Regions from separate parts of the Capsicum annuum genome. Here region 1 is linked to region 2. Evidence: chromatin contacts called from public Hi-C data. All regions are on one chromosome and are shown on one strand. Each heading gives the region's core, a stretch centred on a gene start, on an enhancer-like site or on the middle of the called end of the contact. The rest is flanking DNA. Distances are from core to core; before and after follow the strand shown.

Region 1 (6,582 bases), core at 809-3,308, 210 kb before region 2:
TTTGACGCGACATATTCAAGGGCAGGTGCCTTGGTGTATGTTATTTGCGAATGATGTGGTACTGATTGATGAGAATCGGGGAGGAGTTAATGATAAGTTAGAGATTTGGAGACAGACGTTTGAGTCTAAAGGATTACGATTGAGCAGAACCAAGACAGAGTACTTGGAGTGTAAGTTTAGTGATATATCGTAGGAGGATGGAGTGGTGGTGAAGTTGGACTCTCAGGCCATTCAAAAGAGGGAGAGTTTTAAGTATCTAGGGTCTATGATTCAAGACAATGGCAAAATTGACGAGGATGTCACACATAGTATTGGGGCAGGGTGGTTAAAATGAAGGCTCACTTTGGGCGTCTTATGTGATAAGAAAATGCCCCCGGAACTTACAGGTGAGTTCTACAGAGTGGCAGTCCGACTGGCTATGTTGTATGAAGCAGAATGTTGGCCAGTTAAGAACTCCCACATTCAAAAGTTGAAGATAGCGGAGATGAGAATGTTGCGATGGATGTGTAGACATACCAGGAAAGATAAGGTGATGAATGAAACTATTCGGGAGAAGGTGGAAGTTGCTTCGGTGGAGTACAAGATGCGAGAAGCGAGGTTATGTTGGTTCGGGCACGTGATGAAGAGCGGCTCTGATGCTCCAGCGCGGAGGTGTGAGACACTAGCTATAGATGATTTTAGGCTGGGTAGAGGTAAATCGAAGAAATATTGGAGGGAGGTGATTAGACATGATATGGAGCAGTTATAACTTACGGAGGATATGACCCTTGATAGGAAGGTGTGGAGAAAGTGGATTAGGATAGAGGGTTAGGAGATGGGAGTGCATCGTTAATAGTAAGGGAGTGTTTTTCTGTGTCTATAGTTTCTTATTTGTAGTGTTGTGTGATGTCTATGATTTCGATTAGATAGTTCTTATTATTATCTTGTAGTTGTAGTATTATCTTGTTGCTAGTAGTGTTAATTTATTTTGCATATTGTACTAGTTTATATACATTTATTTTTTGTGTTTGTTATACTGATATTGACTTTCTAAGCCGGAGGTCTATCGAAAACAATCCCTTTTCTTGCTCGTTAGCGCCCCTATCCCTATTATTTATATTATAATCATAAATGAACTAAAGAAAATTTGTCTCTCTACTTCATCGTACACTCTACCCTCCTCACTGGGTATGTTGTTGTTGTCGTCGTCTACATATACCGACGGGTCCCGGTGTAATAAAACAACATGAAAACTTGATCATAGCTGATTCAGACCTTAGAATCAAGACACAGTGAATCACTCCATGGAGTAAGTTTGTAATGTAGAAGACTAAAATGAGATCAGGTTGTGAAGTATATGACTATCAAATTTTCATTATACTCGTAAAACATCAAATTTTCGTTTATGACTATCAAATTTTCATGATACTGATAAAATATTTTCAAAACAGAAAACAGAAAATATTCCTCGAACTTATTCCTCAGAGAACATAATTACAAAGTATTTCAAAACCATAAGCGTCTACTTATTATTTATCATTATTACATGTCAAATTCACAGTGCATTACCACAGAAAGGGCAGAATCGGAAATCTCCATCCACTTCCCGGCGACAGAATTGACACCTAAGAACGTCCGGCACACCGTCCATGGACGGCGGAGGAGGAGTTAGAGATTGAGGGAAGAAGAGTTTACAGTCATTGCAGTACATCACCGGCTGTTTTCCAGGCCATCTCCATACCGGAACAAAGAAGAGTTTCAAGACCTTGTCATAGTCTACGAGGTCGGCGCGTGATCCGCACGCAATGCACCTTCCCGCCCCGCTCTTCAATACTTGTCTAACTTGCTGCTCTAGCCCTCCTACGAAGAAGAAGAACATTGTTTCTTTTTGTTGCTAATACCTTTGAGTTTTGATTTTGGATTTGTTAGGAAATAACTTGGAATTTGGTTATTTGAAGAACAGAAAAGAAAGGTGTAGAGAGGTGAAGAAAAGTTTCTGGACGATTCGGAGTATTTTGGTAGCCTTGAGAATTAAGTTATTCGGGATCGTTCTTGGATCACACTGCAGGTTAAATTACATAAATAACCTTTTAACGACGAATTTACTTTTTTTTTTTTTATTCTTAATACTTCCTCCATTTCATCTTATGTAAGATGGTATAATAAAATACAGAGTTTAAAAAAAAAAATATTCTTTACTAAAGAATATACTATTATTTTTTCTTTAATTAAGTGAGACCTTATAACAAAGTATAAAATAAAACGAAGAAAGTAACAAAGTAGAAAAAAGACAATCATTAAATTTATCTCAAATTTGTAAAAACAAACAAACTTTAACTTTAACGGAAAAACGAGCAGTTTACGCTTTAGTAGCTACCGTTTCACTGGCTCTAGTATTACCTCACCAAAATTATATAAATCCTCAAAAAGATATCATTTTAGTCAAATTTCTCATTATTCTTGAACTTAAAAAACACGCGTATTAGACACTTTCTCTTTAATTAAATAATTTAAATACATATTTAATAAAAAAATGAATTTAACACTTTAATCCAATTCGAGATCCTTCAACTCTCCACTTATCATATAGTTCGCACTTCTCTTTTATCAATTTCTCTCAATTCAATCTTTCTTTTTCTTTTTCGATTGAAATTGTATTTTAAAAGGAAAAGATTGAACACATAGTGTAGCTGAATTACGAGCTTTGTTAATTAATGTTTGAGAGAAATAGCTATTAAACAAAATGTTGAAGATTTTACATATTAAATTTTTTTGCATTTAAACTATTTTACATTTTTTTCACTCCTGATGATTTTTCTCATTTGTAATTTTTTTGAAAAAAAAAATATTTATAGAAATTATTTTAGCAAAAATCACGTTAGTCTGAATTTATTGAATTATTTAATACTATATATTCGATACTTGCTAGTGTTAGAATTTCGTAGTGTTATGTTGTGATATCCATATGTGTGCATATATTTTTGTTACTGCTAGGGTGTTGTAGTGATTTTTTGGGATATATATAATTGCTATTGTATATTTTTTTAGGGAGGAAGGAGAGGGAGGGAGAGGGGTGGAGTGCATTTGTATTGTTTTTTTTTTTTTTTTATAGAAACTAGTTGCGAAATGTTTGTACAAGGCACAAACCCAACAATATAAAGACAGATAATAAAAATGTTTTTTCAAAATATTTTTTAAAAGTATGATATTAATTTATTTCTGAATGCAAACTCTTAGTGTATTTTAAAAAAAATTTAAGATAATTTTTGTGATAGTTATAAAAATGACTTTTAAATTATATTCATGATATTTAAGAAAATTACATTCAAAGAATTAGTTTTATTATTTGTATAAGTTATTTAACAAAATATAACTTCAACTTCAAAGTTTTCAAATAAAGTTAATATATATTTATATATAATAGTATGTTGTAACTCGTATATGAGATTTAATTTATTGCATTATGTGGCTATATGTTTTAAAATATTATTCCTTTAGATTAAATTTAATTATATATTTTGAATAAATAAGTAACTAATTTTTTAAAAGATAAAGGTATGAATCATATTTTAAAAATCACATTCAAACTTTAACTCCAACTCCAACTCCAACTTTAAAATGAATTATAAAGTGATTTTTTATTTTTTTTTTATTTTTCAATCAAAAGAAATAACTAAATGATGAAGGGATAAAAAGCAAGGAATAAAAAGCCAAGCAAATACATAAAGCATTTAAATTGATTGGTGTTGTGGGCCCAAATATTTACTTACTAATATTATAATAAGCCTAACACTTAAATACATTAATTTGTGGATTCTACTTATGGCAATAACTTTCAATTATAAGATCCAAAAATTAGTGTAGCTATAGAGGTTCGATTCCAAGATTCTCACCATGAAAATTATGGCTTCATCCACCAAATCAAACGTCCATTCATTCCTTAAGCACACAGCTGAAGCAACCATGCTGATGGTATGCTGTGTGCTATTCCCTCTTGTTAGACAGCAATCTCTAAAAATAGTACTTTTAAAGTTTTATTCGAATGTTGAGATTTAGAATTTTGTTTATTGATTTAATGTATTTGTGTGATTGAAATGTTGCTTTTTTCAAGAATCTTTCTATTTCTTTTGTTTTGATAACTTTAAGATGGTATCATGGGGTCAAATTGTATTTATTCTCCTAGCTAATATGTTTGTGAGACTGTGACTGAGCTTTTAAATAGAGATATTGATGTGATGTCCTACTTTGAGTTAAGAGACTAAACAAAATATTTAGAATATACAACAAAATGTTATTTTTTTAGTTAATTGGAATGAATTATTAATAATAATTAAATGTGATAAGGTTATTTGTGACATTGTTAGTAAATTAAAAAATAGGATAAACTTGGGTGTATATTTCTCAGGGAGTCAATGAACCCTGTCAGGCTCCACTTGAATTGGAGTGTGTCCCCAATGTAAATGACAGTGGGTAGGTGAGGAATCTTTACATCCTATTAATGAGGGTGATGCTTCTAACCCTAATATTCAATCTTCTTCTCTTATTTTTTCTTCCAACCCTCCTTATTAAACTTTCAACCCTCTAGATGATCCTTATGCTTCTACTATACCTTCCGACCTTCCTGATCCTACAATAGATGAGGATTTAAATGTTGATGATTTAGAGAATGATTCAAAATCTAAAAAGGATACTACTAAAGAAAGTGATGTTGATAGTGATGTCCAACAAACAAGAGACATTTCAATAGGTCACAAAGAAGTAGTAGAGATACAGACTTTGTCATAGTCTACGAGGTTGGCGCGTGACCCGCACGCAATGTACCTTCCCACCCCATTCTTCAATACTTGTCAAACTTGCTGTTCTAACCCTCCTACAAAGAAGAAAAACATTGTTTGTTTTTTGTTGCTAATACCTTTGAGTTTTGCTTTTGGATTTGTTAACAAATAACTTGAAATTTGGTTATTTGAATAATAGAAAAGAGAGGTGTAAGGTGAAGAAAAGTTTTTGGAGGATTCGAGGTATTTTGATAGTCTTGAGACCTAAGATATTCAGGATCATTCTAGTATCAAGTGTCGGATAAACTACATAAATGATTTTTTATTGATGAATTTGCTTTTTTTCTTCTTAATAATAAAATAGAGAAAAAACATAAAATCGCCACTCAACTTGTTCAAAATCTCTAAAAAAATATTTTAATTTTGCGCGCGATCTATTACCCCACAAAAATTATACAGATCCTCATAAATCGATCATCTTGATCAAATTTCTCATCGATCTTAAACTTAAAAAACATGTGTGTTGGACACTCTCTCTTTAATTAAACAATTTACATAAATATTTAATAAAAGAATGGATTTAACTCTTTAGCCAGAATGGAGACCCTTCAACTCCCCACTAATCAGATAATTCATGCTTCTTTCTTATCAATTTCTCGCACTACGCTCACTTCATTCTTTCTTTTTCTTTTTCAATTGAAATTGTACTTTTAAAGGGAGAGATTAAACGCATAGTATAGCGAAATTACAAGCTTTATTGATCAACTAGGAAACTCAACCGCGCTTCGTGCGGCAACAAGAAATTGAGTAAAATTATATTTTTAATAATAAAAAATTAAATTTAAACAAAAAACAAATGAAAGTTCAAGAATACTCGAAAAAAAAAGTAGTCCTCCATTTGAAATATATATATATATATATATATATCCGGGGGTCTATTGAAAATAACCTCTCTACTTCTTCGGAGGTAGCGGTATGGACTGCATACATCTTACCCTCCCCAGACCTCACTTTGTGGGAATATACTGGGTATGTTGTTGTTGTTGTTATGTGTGTGTATATATATATATATAAGTAAATTTACATAAATGTAGAAGAAATGTATAAATTGAATCATAACCTCTCAAAATTCCTATTCAATTTTTTCATTCAAATTTTAATCTTTTGGGGAAGAAACAAAACTTAGTTAAGAGCCTATGTCTGGTTGTTGATAGGGGGAGAAAGAGATACTATACTTCTAGTGCTTTATTGTTTCACTATCTTTTGTGTAATATCTAAGTTTTATCAACCTGTCTCTCTTGTTGTGATAAAAATATTAAAATTAGTGAGAAAATGAGTACATGACACTAATCACCTAATTTCGTTGCTAATTCACGAATACCATCATAGCTTTTCAGGAAAAAATATATTATATAGATCATCATTAATATTAATTTAAAATTTATAAGAGGAAAACTCATGAGAACTGAATGACATCAGAAAAAAGACGAACACATATTTTTTAATGGACTTAAAGGAGATATCACGATTCAAGAGAGTGTTAGCTATGAAAAAAAAATGCTTTTCACAAGAACTATAGATCAATCAATAGCTATTTATTTTATCATTTTCGTCCACTTTAAAAAAAAATCAGTTTGTATATTTTGTGGAGCGAATGAAACAAATCAAGACTTCTTAATAACAAAAATTTTCTTGTCCTTTGATATATGAAAGATGGTCAAAACAATTACATTATTAAAGCAACTCTTTATAATGTATTTAAGTACATCCAAACTGTTTTAAAAAGCACTTTCAAAAGTTTTATGTGAAATGATTTATTTAATTTAAA
Region 2 (7,357 bases), core at 3,304-5,803:
GTCCAGTCACGAGGCAGTATCCTCGTTTGTCCCCTTCTCTAACAGCTACTGCAATTCTTTTTTAAATTTGTGGGCCATTGAATCACGAAAAGGACTCCAAGAACTCTACTTCTCTTATTAAATAACCTTAGTATCCTTTTCAATAATAATTTACAAGTCTAGAACAATTATATATACACTGTTTTTTTAAAAATAATTGCTATATTTTGCTTACCAATTGTTAATTTTATTAGGCAAAATGACCTTCTGAATTTCTATACTATGTCGGTTTTATAAGTTGGACACTTCTACTTATATATTTGTCATCTAAACCTTTAAATCAACTAAAAAGTAATATTTTAAACACTTTTTTGGTGAGTGTAACACACTTTCGCCACGTCAGCTGCCACGCCAGCCGCCATGTCATTTTTAAGTATTACATTAAATTTTATGTTATTTTTAAAATACTAGATAAAAAATTAAATAATAAAATTAATTTAATTAAATAAATTCTTTTTATAAATTATAGAAATCCTAAAACACAAACACAATAAATTTTTAATTTAAATTAATTTAAATTTTCAACTATAAATTTAAATTTTTAATTATAAATTCTAATACACAAACACAATAAATTTAATTAAACATCAAATTTATTCTAAATAATTGAAATTTCTCTCCAATTAATTTAAAGTTTTAACTATAAATTCACATACACAAACAAATGAATTTTTAATTTTTATTTAAATATCTTTAACAATTTATAAAAATTACAAAATTAATCCTAAACAAAATAAAAATTTAAATTAAGAAAGTAAAATACAAAAACAACAAACCCAGTGTATTCTCACATAGTGAGGTCTGGGGAGGGTAAGATGTACGCAGTTCATACCTCTACCTCTAAAGAAGTAAAAAGGTTGTTTCCGATAAATTAAGAAAGTAAATAAAACAAAATTTAAAAAGTAAAACAACAACTTTTTTTTTTTTAACAATGAACAACAACAATATCAACTACAGACCCTCTTTAGGAATATATAAATATTAATAGGCCCATATCTTGGCTGGGTGACCTAGACACAATCCGAGGTTTGCAGCCATGGCGATGTCTTCATTCTCTTATTTTATCAACAGATCTGAGCTTCAATTTTACTCTTGTAACTTGTTTGGATGGTTGTTACCTATTGTGTTGTATTGTTATTCTACAAGGGTGTATTTGGTACAAAAGGAAATGCTTTTATGATGAATGTCATCCGTGTTTGATTTCTAATGTAGCCCTCTAAGAAAAAGAAAGTTGAAAAATTTTAACGAGGCTTACTTTTTTGCGTGCAACTGGTGATTTTGCAGCTATGGCGTGGTTGTCTTCTCTTTGTCTGAGCAAAAATGTAAAATTCTGAGCCTCAAATTTCTGAAAATCGAACTGTGGACCTCTTGTGCTTACATTTAAGTTTGCTCCAATTAGAATGATGTACAGTTGTATACCGAGTCATTTGCACTTTTGCCCTTATTTTGTGTTGTCCTTCAATTTACGTCTCTCGTACGGGAGAGGGGGCTGGACGGGGGTGAGGGTGGGGTGGGGTGGTGGCTAGGCGCGGGGAGGAGGCTGAATGAGGGTGAAGGCTGGGGTGGGTTGGACGGGGAGGGGGACTTTTTATTTTTTATTTTTAAATTTATTATTTTTAAAATTAAAAAATATTTTAAATTAAAAATATGGAGGAAAAAAAAGGATCCTTTTTATTTTTTTAAAATTTTAATGTTATTTTTATTTTTTTAAAAAATATTTTAATATAAAGTTGACTCTCACTTGCATCATAGGCGAGTGCAATCACACTCCTTGTCCTAGTCAACATTTTAATTCCACATAGGGAAAGTCAACGATCAAAGGGTTTAAAATATTATTTTTTAGTGGGTTCGGGGGTTCAGATGACAAACATGTAAGTAGAAATGTCCAACTTACAAAACCGACCTAGTACAGGGGTCCAGAAGGTCATTTTGCCATTTTATTAATTTTTAAAGTTAAATTAAATAAAACTAATTTATTATTTTAAGTTAGAATTTGAATATTTAGAAATTATATAAATAATACTATAAATTACATTTTATACATTTTAATATAATTAACAAAAATATATCTTAAATTATTGATCAAAATTCATAATATTTGATTCTAAAAAAAAATCGTGATAGATAAAAATAAATATAGGGAGTGATATGTCTTGCTTCTATTTTTGAACAATTCTAATTTAGTAACTAGGAACAGAGGGAATGATTTATTTGTCTTACTTTATTTTTGATTTGTTTTAATTTTTAAAAAGTGTCTTTTTTATATTTAGTATTTTTTTTTAAAATTTTAACATTCTACGTTATCTACTTATATATTAGAATATCTATTTAGATCTTGAAATTTTGATAGTCCTCACAAAGATTTTTTTGATTTTTAAATTTTTTAGTGAAATAAAATTACTACACATGGTAGTATATTTTTATTACATATTTTCAGTTTCGCCCTTATTTCTTTTGTTAAAACCATTTCACTTAGATTTTTATAATTGATTTCTTCTTACCATATGTTAGATTACTATTTAAATTAAAACTCTCTTCATTTTAAATCAACAATCGCTTTAACTCAAAAAAATTCAAACTATTTTTTGACACAATATTAAAGTTTTCAATGAGCTATTTTTTGACACAATATTAAAGTTTTCAATGATTTTAACTACAATCTCATGATTCCTTTTGATATTATAGTATAATAAACAATATGTTATATCTATTATTTCTCATAGTGAAAAAAAAGTATAAAATAATAATTAAAATGAAACGAATAGGTTACTTTTGTAAGGAGTGTGTAAAAAATAATATAATAAATAGATAGACCGAATAGAGTAATCTATTAATGTAGTTTAATTATCATTTAATATCTTTATATATCCTTATTAAGTTGATTTATATAAAGACTCTTGATTGAGGTTATAATTATTATAATATAAACTTAAAAGTATTGACTTTTTTTGAGATGCTTCTATAAGATATACTTGCAAATTTTATAAAAATATCAATATTTTTTTCTATTTATGATCTTCATCGAAGCATAATTATTAAATATTTTAACTATTTAATTATATAAAATATCAAATTACTTGTAGTTTTTTAATATATTGTAATTCTCTAATAATATTCTTTTCCTCATAAATAATATTTTATTTAATATTATCCAATTGTGTGATTAACAACTCTAATAATTATGAAAATTTATCAACAAGACTTGTTTAACAGATCATTAGATATACTGATTATAAAGTAAAAAAGATATAATATAAAATATATTTTTAAATTTAAATTATTATTTTATAATTTGAGCTTGGGTCTGAACTTAACACGTGCCTCGTGAAACTAGTAATAATATTAAGACGACATGATTCAAAGGACAACAATATTAAAAAAAATCTTTAATTTTTTAAATTTCATGTCCAATTAAATTAAGACATGTTTTATCTTCACATACTTTAGTTGTTAGATTAATAAGAAATATTTATTACACAAAACATTGATGATAAATAAGATTCCTTCAAATTTTCATTAGAAATCACACTTAAATTTAAATACTGATTTTTGTTTAATAAAACTCATTTTTCCTTTAATAAACATTACATTATATAAATTCAAATAATCCAAATTGAATATAAAGAGCAGCCCAATCACTAAAACTCTTGATGTGTAGAGTATAAAAATTTGTTGAACCACAAAGGTATGTTATATACAATCTTAAATAGCATAATCTTAACTCTATTTACCATAAACTTTACGGTTCCCCTTTAAATCCAAATTGAACATACAAAAGCAAAATAACTGATGCCAATGTTGCTTCATTACAGAATACATATTTAAAATTAGAGTCTGAAGGATATATTTCAACTTATGATTTTACCTAAATATCAATTTATCGAAGAATTCGTGTTCAATGCATATATAAGCTTTTAGAGATTTTGATTTTGAGTTTGAGAATGGAAAAATCTTGATAGGGTGTGTTACTCTCAATCAAAATCTTATTTGACACAAATTTTGATTAATTAGACTTTAATATGAATATCAAATATCGAATAAAAACCTTTTTAATAAAAGTATTAACTATAAAGTGAAAGTTCTCTAACAAAATAGAAAAATGAACCTACATACGGATAATGGAGAGTTTTGTCAAAAGAACTTAAAAGTACATAGATAAAATAATTGAAGAACGTTCAATATTTATTACTCTCTCCGTTTAAAAAAGAATGACCTACTTTGACTTGACACAAGATGAAAGAAAATAAAGAAGACTTTTGAATTTTGTGGTCTTAAAATAAAGTTGTGTCAAATGTACCAAAATGTTTTTTAATCTTGTAGTTCTAAACATGCTATATGGAAAATTAAAATTAAAGTATTACTAAAAAAGGAAAAAAAATCATTCTTTTTTAAATGAATTGAAAAGAAAAGCAGGTTATTTTTTAAAAAACGAAGGGAGTATATAATTTTTACCAAAAGAGAACCCTGAATATTTGCTAAGCTGCCCGGTACAGAGAAAGTAAAAGATTATAGGAGTAGTAAACCTTTCAATAAAAATCAAATTCCATTTTTGTAGTATATTTTTATTAGGAGAGAATTGGAATGCGAAATAAAAGATAGGAGGGGCTATTTTAGATATTTCCTCACAATAGTGAAAAAGGACTCCGCACATAGCTCCCATCTGCATCCTATATAAAATCCTGTCGATATCCACACACAAAACTGAAAGATATTAGTATTATTCAGTGAGCTGAAAAGAGAGTAAAAAAATGGCGATTAGGGTTTGGATTGCCTTATTTATCTGTATTTTCGCATTGCTGGGATTGACATCTCACGCTTCTGAGAGCGAATCAAAGGAATTCGTTGTTACTCTGGATCACTCCAATTTCTCTGATTTTGTAGGTCAACACAAATTCATCGTCGTCGAATTCTACGCTCCTTGGTAACTAAATATCGCTCTGATTTTATTTTGCTATTTGTTTTTGAATCTGTAGCTTCTTTGTTCGAACGCAAATTTCAGATATTTTATCCGTTAAAAGACTGATTTTTTGTCTGTATACTTTTTTTACTATTGGAAGTCGATCCGGATTCTGTAAATGTAAGCTTAAACAGATGCTACGGATGGATATTAGTACCGAGGGTGCGACCTAGTGGTCAATGACGTGTGGGTTGAGCACTCAGGTTCAATTTTCAACAGAAACAAAAAAAAATAGGTGAAATTTTCCTGTATGTTCTAGCCTTTGTGGACAGAGTATGTGATACCTGTTGCTAGGTGTCCCGTTGATTTAGTCGAGGTGCGTGCATACTGGCCGGGACATCAGGCTTATTAAAAAAAAAAAGCTACGGAAATTACCATAAGTTGGATCTTTTACTATTTTAGATCTAGATTGCCTTTTTTGCGAAATAGTATGGTTTTCATGAAAAATATATTCTGCTGGGCAAATATTTTACTTTGTGAAATTATTTTCTGGTGTTTAATTTGAATTGAAAGTTGGAGATATATGGTTATTCATACGAGGTGCAGGATAATTATTGTGGATATCCTCGAGTAGTGAAGATTGATTACTATGTCCAAGTCTTGAATGGAGTAAGTGATATGAAACAAGAGTTGGAATATTTTTTTGTTTTAATAAAGAAAAGTGACTTTTGGACGAATACGGTCGTTCTACCATTTTTCCTTGAATTTCCAAAATTCATGGTTACCAAATACTGGAAAGGAAATAATTTCAGCAAGAATGATGTATATTTTTACTTAATGATACAGTTGATTCTCTGAGACTCTGACTAAACGGTCAAAGCTAGAAGCTTTTGTGCATCTTGATAATTGAATCAATGAAGTTATTTGCATTTCTGTTGATGATTGTTTCTATTCAAGTTATATGAAAATTCAATGCCTCAAATTAGAACCAAATTACCTTTTTTTTTCCAAGTTTACTAATTACTTTGATATTTATAGGTGTGGTCACTGCAAGAAACTTGCTCCAGAAGTAAGAACCAGTAACACATTCCTTCGTATTTTAAAAGAGTAATAGCCTTTGGAGCATAAGGAAGGACAATATATTTAAACATTTTTCTTGGTTAATTTGCAGTTTGAGAAAGCAGCGCAAGTTTTAAGCCAAACTGATCCACCAATTTTTCTGGCCAAAGTTGATGCCAATGAGGAGGCAAACAAGGTTCTTGCCAGTGAGTTCGAGATAAGAGGTTTCCCCACAATTAAGATCTTGAGATATGGAGGTAGCGTTGTTCAAGATTATAAAGGACCACGTGAGGCGGATGGTATTGTTTCTTACGTGAAGAAACAAAGTGGCCCTGCTTCTGCTGAAATTAAATCTTCTGAGGATGCAGATGCTGTCATCGATGTCAATAAGATCAATATTGTGAGTGGCTGCTCCTCTCTGCATCTCTCTCATTATATGTGTACACACGGCCACAAATACATCTGCTCACACTGGAGTGACCCAATAAATAAACAATCACACTCTCTCACTGTTTGTTATGTATTCTTTTAGACCTCAAGAAATATACAGAACTGGAGTTGATAAGTATGAAAATTCTTATAGGTTGGTGTCTTTCCTGAGTTCTCTGGGGAGAAATTTGAGAATTTTACAGCTCTGGCTGAGAGATTGCGTGCTGACTATGATTTTGGTCATACTTCGGATGCTAAACTCCTTCCTCGTGGGGATTCATCAGTTTCTGGCCCCGTGGTTCGGTTATTCAAGCCCTTTGATGAGCTTTTCATAGATTTCCAGGTATTATATCTGTGTGAAAATCTTCTATATTTTCTGATGTACTAGACAATCAACAATTGATCATATGTACTTGTAGGAGTTTGATGTGGATGCCTTGGCAAAGTTAGTTGAAGAAGCAACTATTCCTACCGTGACTGTATTTAACAAGGACCCCAACAACCATCCATTTGTTATTAAATTCTTCAACAGTCCAAATGCTAAGGTGCGACGTTTACTTGGTCTCTACCAGATTTATAGTGTCTGTTGAGATTCTGATAGTCTTCTTGCTTTCTAAACCCGCATCTGTGTTTTGTTGATAGATCTCTTTAGTTTAAACATATAAGACGCTATACAGATGAATCGCATAACGCATGCTATTAGCTTCTCTTGGTGCATCTTGTTTTCCATTTTGGAGGAATATTGTTTGATATATTAGAAGAGTAAACTTGGAACAGGATTTTCTTTTAAGTTGTTTTTTTTTGGGTAGGTTCTTTTTAAGATAACTTCTTCAATTATCAGTTTGGGTCGCTAGTGTAGGGAATTACTTGGTGGGGTTTTTATTCCTGTTATGATTCCGTGTTCCATGTTTCATTACGAATTTGTGTGCTTTC

Evidence for each region. Hi-C and Micro-C count contacts between places; a contact is called where the count stands out from the background.
Region 1: a Hi-C map of placenta shows a contact between it and region 2, with 4 times the contacts expected there. The contact joins the promoter of LOC107872998 here to the promoter of LOC107872999 in region 2. A contact is called at or near these places in 2 of 5 Hi-C or Micro-C datasets (leaf and placenta).

What each region holds. Positions count from the first base shown.
Region 1 is chr6:173,781,140-173,787,721 of UCD10Xv1.1, reverse strand. LOC107872998 reads right to left here and starts at 2,058. Exons shown (of 1, transcript XM_016719688.2): 1 at 1,430-2,058. The coding sequence starts at 1,858. The coding sequence ends at 1,535.
Region 2 is chr6:173,575,103-173,582,459 of UCD10Xv1.1, reverse strand. LOC107872999 (protein disulfide-isomerase) reads left to right here and starts at 4,553. Exons shown (of 11, transcript XM_016719689.2): 1 at 4,553-4,960; 2 at 5,975-6,005; 3 at 6,108-6,395; 4 at 6,579-6,767; 5 at 6,844-6,969. The coding sequence starts at 4,788.